2 separate regions of the Hordeum vulgare genome follow, and region 2 is linked to region 1. A link is a contact called in public HiChIP or PLAC-seq data. All regions are on one chromosome and are shown on one strand. The core of a region is the stretch at or near the end of the contact, and the rest is flanking DNA. Distances in the headings are between cores, read along the strand shown. Region 1 holds the start of LOC123427216 (endoribonuclease Dicer homolog 4). Region 2 holds the start of LOC123427217 (ammonium transporter 1 member 1).

What was found. HiChIP or PLAC-seq counts read pairs in DNA pulled down with a chosen protein or histone mark.
Region 2: a contact with region 1 is called in an H3K4me3 HiChIP or PLAC-seq map of embryo, with 4 times the contacts expected there. The contact joins the promoter of LOC123427217 here to the promoter of LOC123427216 in region 1. A contact is called at or near these places in 1 of 6 Hi-C or Micro-C datasets (leaf) and 1 of 1 datasets of contacts at active chromatin or transcription factors (embryo).

Annotation. Positions count from the first base shown.
Region 1 is chr2H:554,832,454-554,839,713 of MorexV3_pseudomolecules_assembly, reverse strand. It overlaps LOC123427216 (endoribonuclease Dicer homolog 4), which reads left to right and starts at 1,969. Exons shown (of 25, transcript XM_045111211.1): 1 at 1,969-2,180; 2 at 2,973-3,150; 3 at 3,313-3,423; 4 at 3,742-3,882. The coding sequence starts at 2,104.
Region 2 is chr2H:555,118,515-555,125,305 of MorexV3_pseudomolecules_assembly, reverse strand. It overlaps LOC123427217 (ammonium transporter 1 member 1), which reads right to left and starts at 2,688. Exons shown (of 1, transcript XM_045111213.1): 1 at 694-2,688. The coding sequence starts at 2,589. The coding sequence ends at 1,105.

The sequences.
Region 1 (7,260 bases), core at 720-3,219:
CCTACTCATACGGAAACGGCGACGGAATTGTTGATGTTTGAACAACGGCTTTGCTGTATCAAAATAGTCCTTCCAAAGAAGGAAATGCCCGCTCTCTCGGTTGCGATTCAATGCCGGAAGGTGGTCCGGAATGGAGCCACGGAACAATGGCCGTTGGCTGTTGAGGTGGTGATGGACCAACACGGGAGCCAACATCTCCTCCTCGTCATCGGACGAGAATCGTCGGAGTCGCAAAGGAAATTGTGAAAAAAAAACTCGTCGACATTGTCCATTTTTCTGTACCTTGGCAAACTGTCGAACAACTTGCGGGCGCCGACGAAGAAGACGATCGACGAAGGGAGTCGCGACACGCACGGACCAGCTAGTTGCCATGCCGGTGTCCGACGAGAGGGCCGCGCCGGTGAGGATCTGGCCGGGCGGCGAGGCAACTTCTTGGTCGGGGGCGTGGGGGTGGGAAGCAGTCGGCTCCCCGGCGGCAAGATGGCGGCGTTATTGAGAGTGGGCGGATGTGGGCAGCGTTGCTGAGGGTGGGCAGCTGGCAGAGTCGCTGGCAAAAATTGGCGGCGGCAACGACGACGAAGGAGGCGGGCGAGGGTTGTTGTTGGATGGGGGGAGGCCAATGTGCCACCGACCAGCGGGCCCGGGGGGAGGAGAAGGCGAGCGTGCGCGCGTCCGTCGCGTGTCCGCGTCGACGCAAATCCGGCTCAAAAATGGTCCGGGAATGGGTCGCCCGTGGACGAAAAACGGACAAGCGTCCGGTTGGGTCGGCGCGTTGGGCCGCCTTTTGTGTGTGCACCGACCCAAACGGACAGTGGCGAACGAAATGGGTCGCACCATTGGAGTTGCTCTAATGTATGTCTATATACATTCGTATGTAGCTTCAGAGTGAAAACTCTAAAAAGACTTAGGCCCTGTTTCTTTAAAAAGTTCTAGGACTTTTTTTAGTTTCAACTAGAAAGTTCCTAGTCCCTACCCGTTTCTTTTCAGGGACTAAACATGAACTAGAGGTCATTAAATGACATGCAGAAAGACCATGTTAACCCTAGTAATATACTAATAGAAGTTATTAAATAACATGCTAAAAGTAGGGACACTATTGGAAAAAGTGTCAAAAAGTCCCAAAAAGACCCTCTCATATGGACTTCTTCCTTTAGTTCCAAATATCACCTTTTAGTCCCTAAAAGTCCCTCATGTTTCTTTCACATGGACTAAAAGGGATTTTTTTAGTCCCTACAGCAAAAAAAATTCCTCTAAAGAAACACCTCTTATACTTTCTTCGTTTCAAAATTCTTATCTTAGATTTGTTTCGATATGAATGTATCTAGTCATGTTATAGTATTTAGATACATTTATTTTTAAACAAACTTAAGATAAGAATTTAGAAACCGAGGAGTACATATGTGCTCTTTAGCATCTGGATTAGCATTTGAGTTATGTTTGACACCTCCTCTGGTAGAGGGAGGAGTAAATTGCTGGAGCGGTCGCCCTGTACGGAGCATCGGAACCATCTACTCGCATTCAAGCTTCCTTAATTTGTTTTTTTTTTACTCGCATTCAAGCCAGCGACATCGAGGCGCTGGACTTGTACCGGCCTCCCCGAGTTTCTCGCACGCATGACACTGGTCACCTGGGCCCGGACGACTCCTCGCACCCGCACGGCCCACGGGCTAGATCCCGACTGCGTGCGTCGTCTCGTGCTGTACCGCCTGCACCGCATCTATTGCAGTGCACGCACGTACGCCCTGCGAGGACGAGGAGAGAGCCCCAATGACAGTCCCGTCTCCGTCCTGCCTGCGTCCCGTCGTGCCTGTGGCCCCAGCCGTCAGCGGGCGCGGACGGACCCACGCGTCCGCTGCGCCCTCCCGTGCTCCGCCAGAAACCCTTTCCACTTTCGACTCGACACGACCCGCTCGGCCCCCGTTCCCTACCCTCCCCTTCATCACCATGTGCGCTTTACGCGTCCCCGTCTAGCTGACGGACCCCTCGTCCTCTCACACCAGTCCTTCTCCCCTCGCTTTGCAGCCTCCTCCGCGGCGCCCAGCAGTTGCGCCCCGCGGCGAGACGCGGAGAGACGGAGCCTTGCTTCCGCGCGAAGCTTCCGCCATGGGCGACGTCTCCACCGCGGCGGCGGGCGCGGGGGAGGACCCCGTGCCCAAGGACCCGAGGACGATCGCGCGCAAGTAAGCGCCCTGCCCCTGACCGACCGCGCCCTCCTCGTCCTCCCCTCCCCTCCCCATTTTCTGCGATTCCGCGGTGTCTCGTTTGTTGCGGATTTGTTTTGGGGCCATGCAGCGGGGCTTCGAAGCGGAACCAGAGTCAGTCAGTCACCCCTGTGATTATATATAATGTTAGATTTTAGCAGTTCATGCTCTCTAGTCACTTGGTGTTGATTTATCTGATTAGATGACCCATCAGCTGTGTTTAATTCTAAAGTGTTTCCGGTTCAATCGTGATCTATTGCACAGTTTAATGCTCCGTGAATTAGTTGTTCGCAAAGCCATCCCCGTTCTTAATCTCTACGATTCGATCCTCTCGGAGACTTGCTTTGGGGAAGCTCTGCTATCCTTCCCACGTGTCGCTCTTCAGTTTCTGTGGTAGCGGTAGATGGGGCACATCAAACCTGTCGCAGTTACACCTTGACAATGCAGGGCGCCTGTTAAAAGAAAATGCCGATGAATAAATGGACTAATAATTGACCGAGAATTCCTGGTGTCTCTGTAGTACCCCACATCTTTAGTCTGGCAAGGAAGGCCATCCTTTTCTTTGATAGAATCTCCAGTGCTGTAGTTTCTGCTACTCGCCTTTATTTGTCAAGTATCATGAGATGAACAATTGGTGGTGTGTTACAAAGCTTTTGTTGATCAATGATTACACTGTGTCATTAAACTATACCCAAGTCGGATAACAACATTATATCTTACTCTGTTTCATTATACAGATTTTCGGTAACAACATTATATCTTGTGCTTTAGGTATCAGTTGGATCTCTGCAAGAGGGCTCTCGGGGAGAACATCATAGTGTACCTAGGCACTGGATGCGGGAAGACCCATATAGCCGTGCTGCTCATTTACGAACTTGGCCATCTCATCCGCAAACCCAGACGTGATGTCTGCATCTTCCTAGCCCCAACAGTCCCCCTTGTTCTCCAGGTAGATTACTGTCCAACTTTGCACACATCACATTTTTAGGATAAGTTGTGTAATTGGGCACGCGACTGCATAATTTCTCTCTAGGTTATGACTGAGCACAACTGTACATGTTTATTAATTGCTCTTCTTCTCTGAAAACAAAACTGCTCTACTTTTTTACAGCAAGCAACGGTGATTGCTAATTCCACCAATTTCAGAGTTCAAAGTTACTACGGTGATGGTAAAAACCCAAGAGATCACGGGGACTGGGAGACAGAGATGGGGGAATCTGAGGTAAGGTTTGCTCGACATTCTCCTTGCAGGTCAATCACAATGATTTTCCAGCTTGGAAAATGTTGTAGGGAGCTATTTGCATTATCATAAATTAGGTTATGACGCCTGAGTACTTCTTAGCAAACTTCTACCCAGAGATTATTGAACACACCCTTGTAATTTCTTCTGAATTAGTGGTCTAATTCTGCGTACATATAAACAATAGACCCATCAGTCTAATAATCTGTGCATCCGTTTTTGCCAAAATATGATAAGAGTTCTGTTCTACTCTTTGCATAGTTTTGCACCTAATTTGTATCACTTCCTATGCCACTGCAGGTTCTTGTAATGACTCCCCAGATTTTGTTGCATAGTTTGCGGCATTGTTTCATCAAGATGGACTCAATTGCACTTCTGATATTCGATGAATGCCATCATGCACAAGCGCATAAGCGGCACCCATATGCACAAATTATGAAGGTAGTGTCAAGATCTTCTTCCTGCAATACAATTTGCAATGCACAGACTATCTTCATATGATGGAATAATTAGGTTGTCATTTCTTGGCCACCCAATGGTAGCATTGCATCATTGAATTTTCTTTGCACTTGAACTCGTCTCAATAAAACTACATCCACATGCCACAGTTGTTAATAAAATACTATTGGAGCTTAAATTGTTTGGTGCATGCTGATGGGAGAATTCATGCTTGTTGGTTATGTTTCTAATAAATGGAGAACTAAATGAAAATAACATGTCTATGTTATTGGTTTAATATCTCCATATATTTGGTCATTAACCAATACATATGTTGGTCGCCATATGTGTCCTTGTATGTTTACCAACTAAGGATCACATTCAACTATGATTATTAAGATAACACAAACAAGTCAAATACTTGTCATCCATACTTTTCAAGGATAATTATGTTGATGCCTCACAACAATACAATGTTTGTACATGATTTGTTTGGCCGTGGAGTTACGGTCGGGCCACCTGGGATCACTAGACAACGATTTGCCTATGTTAAACCCCTCTCGAGACGGTTAATGGCCCTACTCTTGCTTTGCTTGGATTATATCTCGAGATGGGAGTACAATTGTTGTCACAATGAGGGAATTTGTCGAGTTGATATGCAACCGGATGACTACTACAGACGAACTAGATAATGCACTCTAGATCTCTAGGGTTCCGTCTCTTGTGGAAATGATCAAGTTGCCCCTCTTTCGCGGTCTTCGCCTCCTTTATATACCTATAGTGTGGCGGGTGGCCTCATCTCCTTCTAGTAGGCATCCCCCTCTATGCACAAGTAGGATTCTAGACCATTCACGAGTAGGACTCGTGGTCTCTTTCCAAGTACCCACAAGGCTTCCTTCTAGGAACTAGGAACATATCCGAACTAGGTTGGTGAGCTCCATGGGCCCTAGGGCCTGCATATACCTAGTCATGTTTATGACATCCATACGGTAGAATGACTATCCGTCTTACTGATATTTTTCAAGGAACATGTTGTGCATTGAATCATGAACTCACAAAATTATAATCATCATTATGATTGACTCTTGCATGTATCTCCAACAATACACACATAACATATACTCCCTCCGTCCCAACATAAGTCTCTCAACTTTGTACTAAAGTTGAGACACTTATTTTGGGACCGAGGGAGTACATAATAAAGAAATGTCCCTCGTTGGATCGCATGATTCTCAAATGACAAGTATAGGAAAAACATAGGATTATAGTGTCACCACTTCTTGAATCCTATTGGAAGTCGAAGCATAGGAATTTGCAACATACTCTTTGAATGTTCCATAGGCATCTTGTGAGAATATTGAGACTTGAGAGAAGGTGTATGCAAGGTACAAAGGAGAATTTTAACCAGATATATCCTTTTGCTCGAAATCCTATGAAATTGGGGCTTATGGATGCAATCCATATGAGGTTCCTATGGATTGAAATCCTCCAAAATTCCTAGAAGATTCCCCCACTCAAAGAAGCACTAACATTCATGTAACTACGAGAGTATGTGTAGTAAGTTATACATATTAGACTTGTACTCCATCCGTTCCTAAATATAAGACCTTTTAGAGATTCCACTAGGGACTACATACGGATGTATATAGATATAATTTACAGTGTAGATTCACTCATTTTACTTTGTATGTAGTCCATAGTGAAATCTCTAAAAGGTCTTATATTTAGGAATGGAGGGAGTATATATTAGCGATGTAATATCCTGTGTATATATAGCCCATGGTCTCATGGGAGTATACATTGCATATTTCTCGGCATGGTACAAGGCCTAGAGTTTTTTTCTCTGCGGCCTCAACTCATACTTGGATCAGTTTCAACCTTGTTTTTCTATTCTCTTATCAGTTTTGTCTGATCTCCACCTCGTCATCATTGCTTTCCACATCACTCCCGGAAGGGGCCATCCTAGTCGTAGATAAAGGCATCACTAATATCACCTTGCCTAGCTCGCGCCTCATCCAAATCAAGCCTCTTGTTGTTTGCTTTCCTTATACATCATCGTCACTTCCAGGCCGTTCCCGCCTTCACACCAGCGGATGCAATTTTCTCCTCGAAGCCCTCGACACCCTACTTGACCTGGCATGTTCCATTGACTTCGCTCGCCTTCGCATGACCGTTGCGATTCTTGCGTCATCTTTGTCTATCGATCAGGCCGTTCCTCACGTTGCAACCTTACCGGCCACTGTTGCCCTCCCTTCCCACCCGCATATCTTCTCCGGTGGCCAAGCGAGCCCCACTACATGTGTCTCCATTCTCAGATCGAGTCGAGCCAGCTTTGCTCTATTCTAGAAAAAAATGTGATGTCTTCGTCGTAGGGCTTCGTTTCCACCCCTCATTGCCCGATGAATTTCAAAGTGTTAACTACCACATAGTTCTTCGCCCGCATGCGCATTCACTTGCGTGGTATTTGTCTCTTGGGTGTTCTCTTCAGTGAGGTCTCCTGTCTGTTGTGTCATGTTCCTCCTGTCGAGCCTACACTATCAACTCTTGTCCCGGGTGCCACTCGGCCTGAGATTGTTGCTGCCAAGGTTGGTGATGATGTTGTCGTTGTTTACCACCAAAAGGTTTATGAACTACAAGGTGGCTGTATACACATGTAGGTGGCCCTAGGCCAGTATATATACATGTACATGTATGATACGATAAGCAAAAAAAAACTTATAGAACAGGGAAAATACAAAGGGGTACATGGCTAAATATATAATTCTAACACCCCTCAAACTCATGGTGGGTCAACAACACTGAGTTTGGAGAGATAGAAGCCATGATGTGCTCTAGTCTGGGCCTTCGTAAAGAAATCTGCCAACTGTAACTTGAAAGGCACATACTAAAGAGCAATAACCTGATCCTACACACCAGTGCGCATGAAAGAGGCATGAACACCAATATGCTTGGTGAGCTCATGCTTCATAGGGTTGTTAGAGCAAATCACAGTGGGTGTAGAGTAGAGTAGGTGTAGTGACAGAAACGCCAAACTCCTGAAGTAACCACCATGCCCGAGTCACCTTTGTTGTTAAAAGAGTCATAACTCACAACTCAACCTCTGCACTTGAATGGGAAAGTGCAGTCTGTTTCTTCGTCTTCCCGACAATGAGAGAACCACCAAGAAAAGCACAGTAAGAAGAAAGTGAACGACGGTCCGAGGGATCACTAGCCCATGTAGCATCCGAATAGGCATGAAGCCGTAATGAACCAGAGCGGGGAAAGAACAGATGGGGGAGATTGTGCCACAAAATATCTGAGAACACGAAGGAGGTGACTGTAGTGAATCGAATTGGGAGCTGACTTAAAATATGGATTGGATAAGAGATATTCGGACGAGTG
Region 2 (6,791 bases), core at 1,439-3,938, 280 kb before region 1:
CTAGGTTGTTCATTTTCAATCCAACGGCAGCGTTAGACTTTGACATGGCATGTCACTGTATCTCTGCCCAGGCAGGCTTTGGTCGTTAGCCATAGAGAATCCCGATAGAGCTAGCGACACCGTGGCAGTTATCTAATGTTTTCCTCCCTGTCCAACCGGTGACATAGGAGTGCTTTGTTTAGGAGGCGTCTGCGCGACTCGCGTTGTCCTGGCTCGGCAACTTGGTGGTGAGAGGCGCAAGCGCTCCCCGATCTCTTTCCAACTCCAAGCGCCTTATTTGGCAGGATTGGTGAAAGGGAGATATGTGCTCTTGTACTGCATAACTTAACTGTGCCCGATTTCAGTTTGTACGAGCACAAGTGCTGGAGACACACAGGAAAGAGGAAAAAGTTACCAACAGGAGTGTGCATGCATGCTCCACGTTATACTGGTCCTATGTTGACTCAGTTAAGGTAGTAGGTACTCTTTGTGTGGCGGCATCTGCAAACATGGGTCATCGTAAATAATAAACGAAGGTAATAATAAACATACAAATGTTTGTAGACGTACGCAGTCAGTCGTGTGTTACTATTTTTTTTTTTAATTACTGGATTCGAATTGAAAATTAAAGAGAACTTCCGGGGAAAAAAATGTATATATGTGAAGCTCGATAGAAGGTGAGGGACATACGTAGCCGCAAAAAACTAAAAGCCATTCGCTCGGGAAAACGCGCCAAAGTTTTGATAGAGAGGTGTAGCCCGTACAAGAGGACAAATCTCAACAATTCAACCTTCAACAGCCACCTATCTTGACCACACCCTTACGATCACAAAATTCCACCACAAAAATGACATCATTATCATCACCAAGGAAGAAAACCCCCGGCCCTGCAGATCCCATCCGCACACCACACATCTCTAAACGCACGCATGTACACAAAAAAGGGAAGAAAAATTTAACCTCGTCCTAGTGTAATTTTACAATCTTGTGAAGGAAACACAAGAGCGGCAAAGCATTGGCCCAAACAGCACCGGAAAATATCGATCGGATCACGACATGACGCGCGCGCGAGAACTGAAAGGCGAACGAATTTCCACTGGATTTCTTGCCGGCATGCATGATTGGTTAGACCTGGCTGTTGGCCGCCGCCGCCGGCTCGACGCGGGTCTGCGCCGACCTGAGCATGAAGCCGCCCACCGACTTGTCGTGCTCGTCGTCGTCGTGGTAGACGTAGGCGAACCCGCCGTGCCTGGTCAGGTCCATGCCGGCCATCTCGTCCTCGGCCGAGATGCGGAGCAGGCCCAGCTTCTTGAGCGCGAAGAAGAGCGGTCCCATGGTGCAGCTGACGAACCCGGCGATGACGAGGATCTGCACGATGTGCGCCGCCAGCAGCCGCCCGCCGCCGCCCAGGAACAGCCCGTACGGCCTGCCGGGGCCGTAGATCTCCTCCACGTACTGCCGCTTGGCGAAGAGCGCCGTGAAGATGATCCCCCAGGCGCCGCATCCGCCGTGGAGCTGCGCGGCCTCCAGCGGGTCGTCGTACTTGAGGCGGGCGGCGAGCGCGTTGAGCCCGATGAGCACCCAGGCGGACACGAAGCCGCAGATGACGGCGGCCCACGGGTCGACCACGCTGCAGCCGGCGGTGATGGCCGCGAACCCGCCGAGCAGGCCGTTGCAGACGTCCACCACGTTCCAGTGCCCCGTCTGCAGCCGCTTCCCGAACAGCGTCGTCAGCGCCGCCACGCTGCCCGCCAGCGTCGTCGTCACGGCGGTGCGGCCCACGCCCGACCACTGCCCGTGGATGCTCCCCGGCGGCCCGTACGACTTGAGGATGGTGACGAAGGACCCCGGGTTGAACCCGTACCATCCGAACCAGAGCAGGAAGGTCCCCAGCACCACGAGCGACGCGCTGTGGCCCTTGAGCGCCACCGAGCGGCCGGCGTGGTCGAACCGGCCGATGCGGGGGCCCTCGATGAGCGCGCCCCAGAAGCCGGCGATGCCGCCCACCATGTGCACGACGCCGGAGCCGGCGAAGTCGATCACCCCGGACTTGAAGAGCAGCGGGCCGGACGTGCGGGCCGCCGAGGCCCAGCCGTCCACGGACCAGATCCAGTGGGACACGACCGGGTAGACGAACCCGGTGAGGAAGGCCGAGTAGATGAGGTAGGCGACGAACTGCGTCCTCTCGGCGATGGAGCCCGAGGTGATGCCGGCGGCGGCGATGGCGAAGGCCCACTGGAAGAGGAAGAAGCTGTAGTCGAAGCCGGTCTGCGGCATGTCCTTGAGGCCGAAGAAGTGCTTCCCGATAAACCCGTTGGACGGGGTGCCGAAGGCGAAGGCGAAGCCGAAGAGGTAGTAGAAGAGCGCGCCGGCGGCGGCGTCGAGCACGTTGGTGAGCATGATGTTCATGGTGTTCTTGGCCCGGACGGAGCCCGCGCAGAGCATGGCGAAGCCGAGCTGCATGGCGAAGACGAGGTAGGCCGAGAAGAGCAGGTACGTGGAGTCCACCGCCGACGTGGTGTCGGCGAACCTGTTGCACAGGTAGTCCGTGGCGTTCGCCGCCGCCGCACCCAGCAGCGGCCCCAGGTCCGCCGCGCACGTCGCCGACATCTCCGCGGCGGCCCCTCTACTTGGGAAAGTGGTTGGTGTCCGGCGATCGGAATCGGGAAGCGCGCGGCCGGGAATGGCGTGGTGAGCAGGCTGGGGGGAACCAACCAACCGGCGGCGTCTGATTTATAGGAGGCGGGCGTGCGGGTGTGCGAGGCACCGAAAAAGATGTGGCCAGTCGAGATAATCGGACGGTTGGGATTGTGTTTCAGGAATATCGTGCGGCGACGATGGGGCTACCGTGGCTGGAGACCGGGGCCCGCCGGGAGTGAATCTTCTGTGGTGGCACGGATGAGGGGCTGGTGCCGTTTTGGAATCTCCGGATTCCGGAAATGATGATAGCCGGACGTTCCATCGAGAGTTGGCATGCAGTAACAAGATGCTATATCGATTTGTTCGTCTGTTTTCGAGGCAGTTTGAATCCTTGGGTGTAGTTTTTGCAGATTTTCGCAATCTTGTTTTAGTATTCGTGTTCAGGTAGCGTTCTGTTACTTGAGTGAAAACTTCTTTTACGGGCTGGCACGTTGGGACTGAGCTGTATCGTTGAAAGCTTTCAACCTTTGGTGACGGCGGTTAATGCCCGAGGATCTCGGGCTTACGGCTTTGCTATCGTTGCGTTGATCATGGAATCTTGTTAGTTATGGCAAGATCTACATTTCGAGTAAGATTTTATGGTTAGATGCCGAAATAGAATCGTCTATACGTCCGTTACCCTGCCCCAAATATATACCCTCCATTCGCAAACACACGATGTTTTCAATGTTATAATGTACTACGTACACATTGAAATGGATGAACAAACATGTCAAAATATGTTTATACACATTTATTCATAAAGAAATAGAACGTCTTAGTGTTTGCCAACGCGGGATTGTCTACTCTCTCTCTGAACACCAGCACACACAATATTTATATTTTTCTGGACATTGAGACGGATCTTTTTTTCCTGCTTTCTTAGAGGAAGCTCAACCTTCATTAAATGAACAAAATGACGCAACATTTTACCAGTGGAAGGTTATACAAGAAATGTTGCATCATACCTAGGTCGGTTCCGTCTTGGGTCGTCAGTCTGGCCCAAGGGCCCTGTAGGAGAAGACTCCAAAAGCTTTGATGTACAAGACAAGAAACCAGAGTTGTGGAGGACTCCCCTCTACCGATTCAGCCGACTATGTTGTATAACCCTAGGGACCCAAGTATGTTATGAAAGCTAGGGTCGAGCTAGTTTATAGATGATCATACAGTCTCTCGGTCATACATGTACTTTTTACATCCCAATCGCAATACATACGAGCAGGAGTAGAGTTTTGCCTCGTAAGGAGGGTTTGAACCTGGGTAAATCTATCTCTTGTTTTCCTCTGATCTAATCACCACGCCGGGATAGCCTACCAAGGGATCTGCCAAAATCAGCTCTCACATATCATTTTCAAGCTCCCAAAAATTTATTTCCTATGGTATAGGGAATTTTAAAGTACGAGACCTATCACATGCAGAGACATCTACTAAACATTAATATAGAAAAATAAGAAAAGTTAGAGAAAACGATTGTGTTTTATAAACCATAGAACATAGCGAAGGCATTAGTCATTGCGCCTTCACCAATACTGCTCGCTGCCACTTCTCTTGATTATATTGATCTCATTCAAATAATTCGCATATGTAGCCTTCAATCTTTGTCGCGTATTAGTTGAAGGCTACATATGGTCATAGTAGATGAGTTGTTGCGCATATTAGTTGCTCGTTTGCTCTCCCACAACAATGCAACAATCATCCAATGTGATATATGGTAGATAATAAAAATATGATCAACAGGTAAACATATACAAACAATATTCATTATGTCCTTCCAAATAGACCATATAACAGAAGTCCCACCCACAGAAACACGTTGTTTCATGAAACCATCAAACTTCATAATTCATCTACTAATCCCAGCAGTGCTTCTGGTATCATTTGCATTCAAGTAGCACAAGAAGATACACTCGAAATGTATCTACGTACAACACACCCAAAGAACAAATGATCCACGGTTTCCAAATTATTAAATAATCTATATTTACTATCCTTGCATTCCACCATCTCTTAATCAACATACTTAGTTACGATCCATTTTCACTTCCAACTAGATGAACACCTTTTCTTTCAAAAGGATTTTCACAAACCAAAGCCTCTTGTGTGGCCAATTCCAGTTGACCTACTTTAAGCATCGTGTATAAAGAATGCACAAAAAGATTTAGTTCGTATTGAGAGTCCATCTACAAGAGTCATCTCCATCTAACAAAATATACCATTTCACATATCCCATAAGTGAAGCCGGGAATCAACATTCTCTCCCCATAGCACCCTTCTAAATTTGATACTACTCGAGCCTTTCTCTCTAGTAATAGACTATAAATCTTTGCAAACATTACACTCAATGCCCCCCCCCCCTCCCCGGCGATATTCCAAAAATTTGATCCTTTTACCATTCCCAACCTTTCTTGTTTACAAAACTAAAAATATTGTTTCACTTTAACATGGCTTGCCAACAGAGCAACCTTTCATCTCCATCTATCATTTACAAACTTCCACAACCATCGACACAAAACACATACATTCAACAAAGTTAAATACGCTACCCCAAGACTCTCGTGATATATAGGTCTAATAACTTATTGCTAATTTACTAAATGGTAGTATTTCTTACCACCCCAAGACTCTTGTGACTTGTAGTATTCATCAAATCTACCTTCAACAAATGATGTTTGAACATGTAGGATGAGTTTATCGATAACATCAATGACGCTATTATTAATATCATTTGGTGGAAATTTGAAAAATACATTTGTTAAACATATAGATCCATATTATTGATTTTTATCAACTCCAACACATGTACCTACTAATGTAACTCATCCATAATGAAACCTCACCGAGCCTAATCTTATATAGTAAAACTCATGAAACAATAATACCTAATCATTGCCAATAAAATGCCAACAAGGTTGATAAGAATACCTAGGAAGTCCATCTGGTGCAAGAACTTTCTTGCCCTTCTTCTGAAACATTACTCACATGATTTCTTCGATAGTGAATTCATGACTTATTACAGATGTATCCCGCAAAAGGCGTAGGAAGTTCAAATTGAAATTTTGCATGACAAGTATCTAGACCCAATATGTTTTTTGTAGAATAAAGTAGTTATAACAACAAATCATTATCCTCGTGAACAAGCCTATCCTAGCTCCTCCTCATGATCAACGTGGGTAATCTTATTCATCTTTTTTTTATATTACAAGCCACATTTTCTTTAGGTATATACTAATGTGTAGGTTTCACCGGTAATTTGCATAGTCACATTCAAAATATAATGTATGTCTATCAAACTACTAGAAAATTTCTCAATACAATTCGATAAAACATATGCCACCGGTGCCATAGAATATATATTTCATGGAAAGGACAAGATGTAGTGGTGAACTAAGATATGAAATGCTTTATTTGTGGTATGGGAATTAAATATTGATGTTTGTTGAGAACGTACTCTTGGTTAGAAAGTTAGCGGAGTGGTTCAGTGGGACGAAATGTTTCTACCAAGAACAAGGCTTTTATTAGCATCTTTGATCTTGAAACTGCACAACTTGGATCTTTACCTGGCTAGTTTATTGTTACTAAGTCCAAATGCAACACAAAGTCGCGTATATACTTCCTCCTTCTGTTTGCTCCGCGCATTGGGTTTGTCTCGAGTCAAACTCGCTAAAGTTTAACCAAGTTTACATAAAAATATATATTAATATTCGCAATACAAAATCAATGACATTAGATCCATCATAGATCATATTTTCATATTATGTTTACCAGCTATTGTAGATGTTGATGTTTTTTAATATAGACTTCACACTTCAAAAAATCTACTTCCTACGTTTCAAAATAAGTTTCTCAACTTTATACTAGCTCTAATACAAAATTATAGTAAGTTTGAAACACTTATTTTGAGACAGAAGAAGTAATACTCGGAGTAAAAAAAATGAAGGGAGTACTCGGTAATACTACTCCCTCCGTACCAAAATAAGAGACTCAAAAATGACTCAACTTTACACTAACTTTAGTATAAAGTTGAGTCACTTTTGAATCACTAATTTTAGGATTGAGGGAGTAATTTTCTGTGTTTACTGGATCATGTTGGCGTCCCAATTGAGAAATAGTCCCATCATGTAGCAATCATTTGA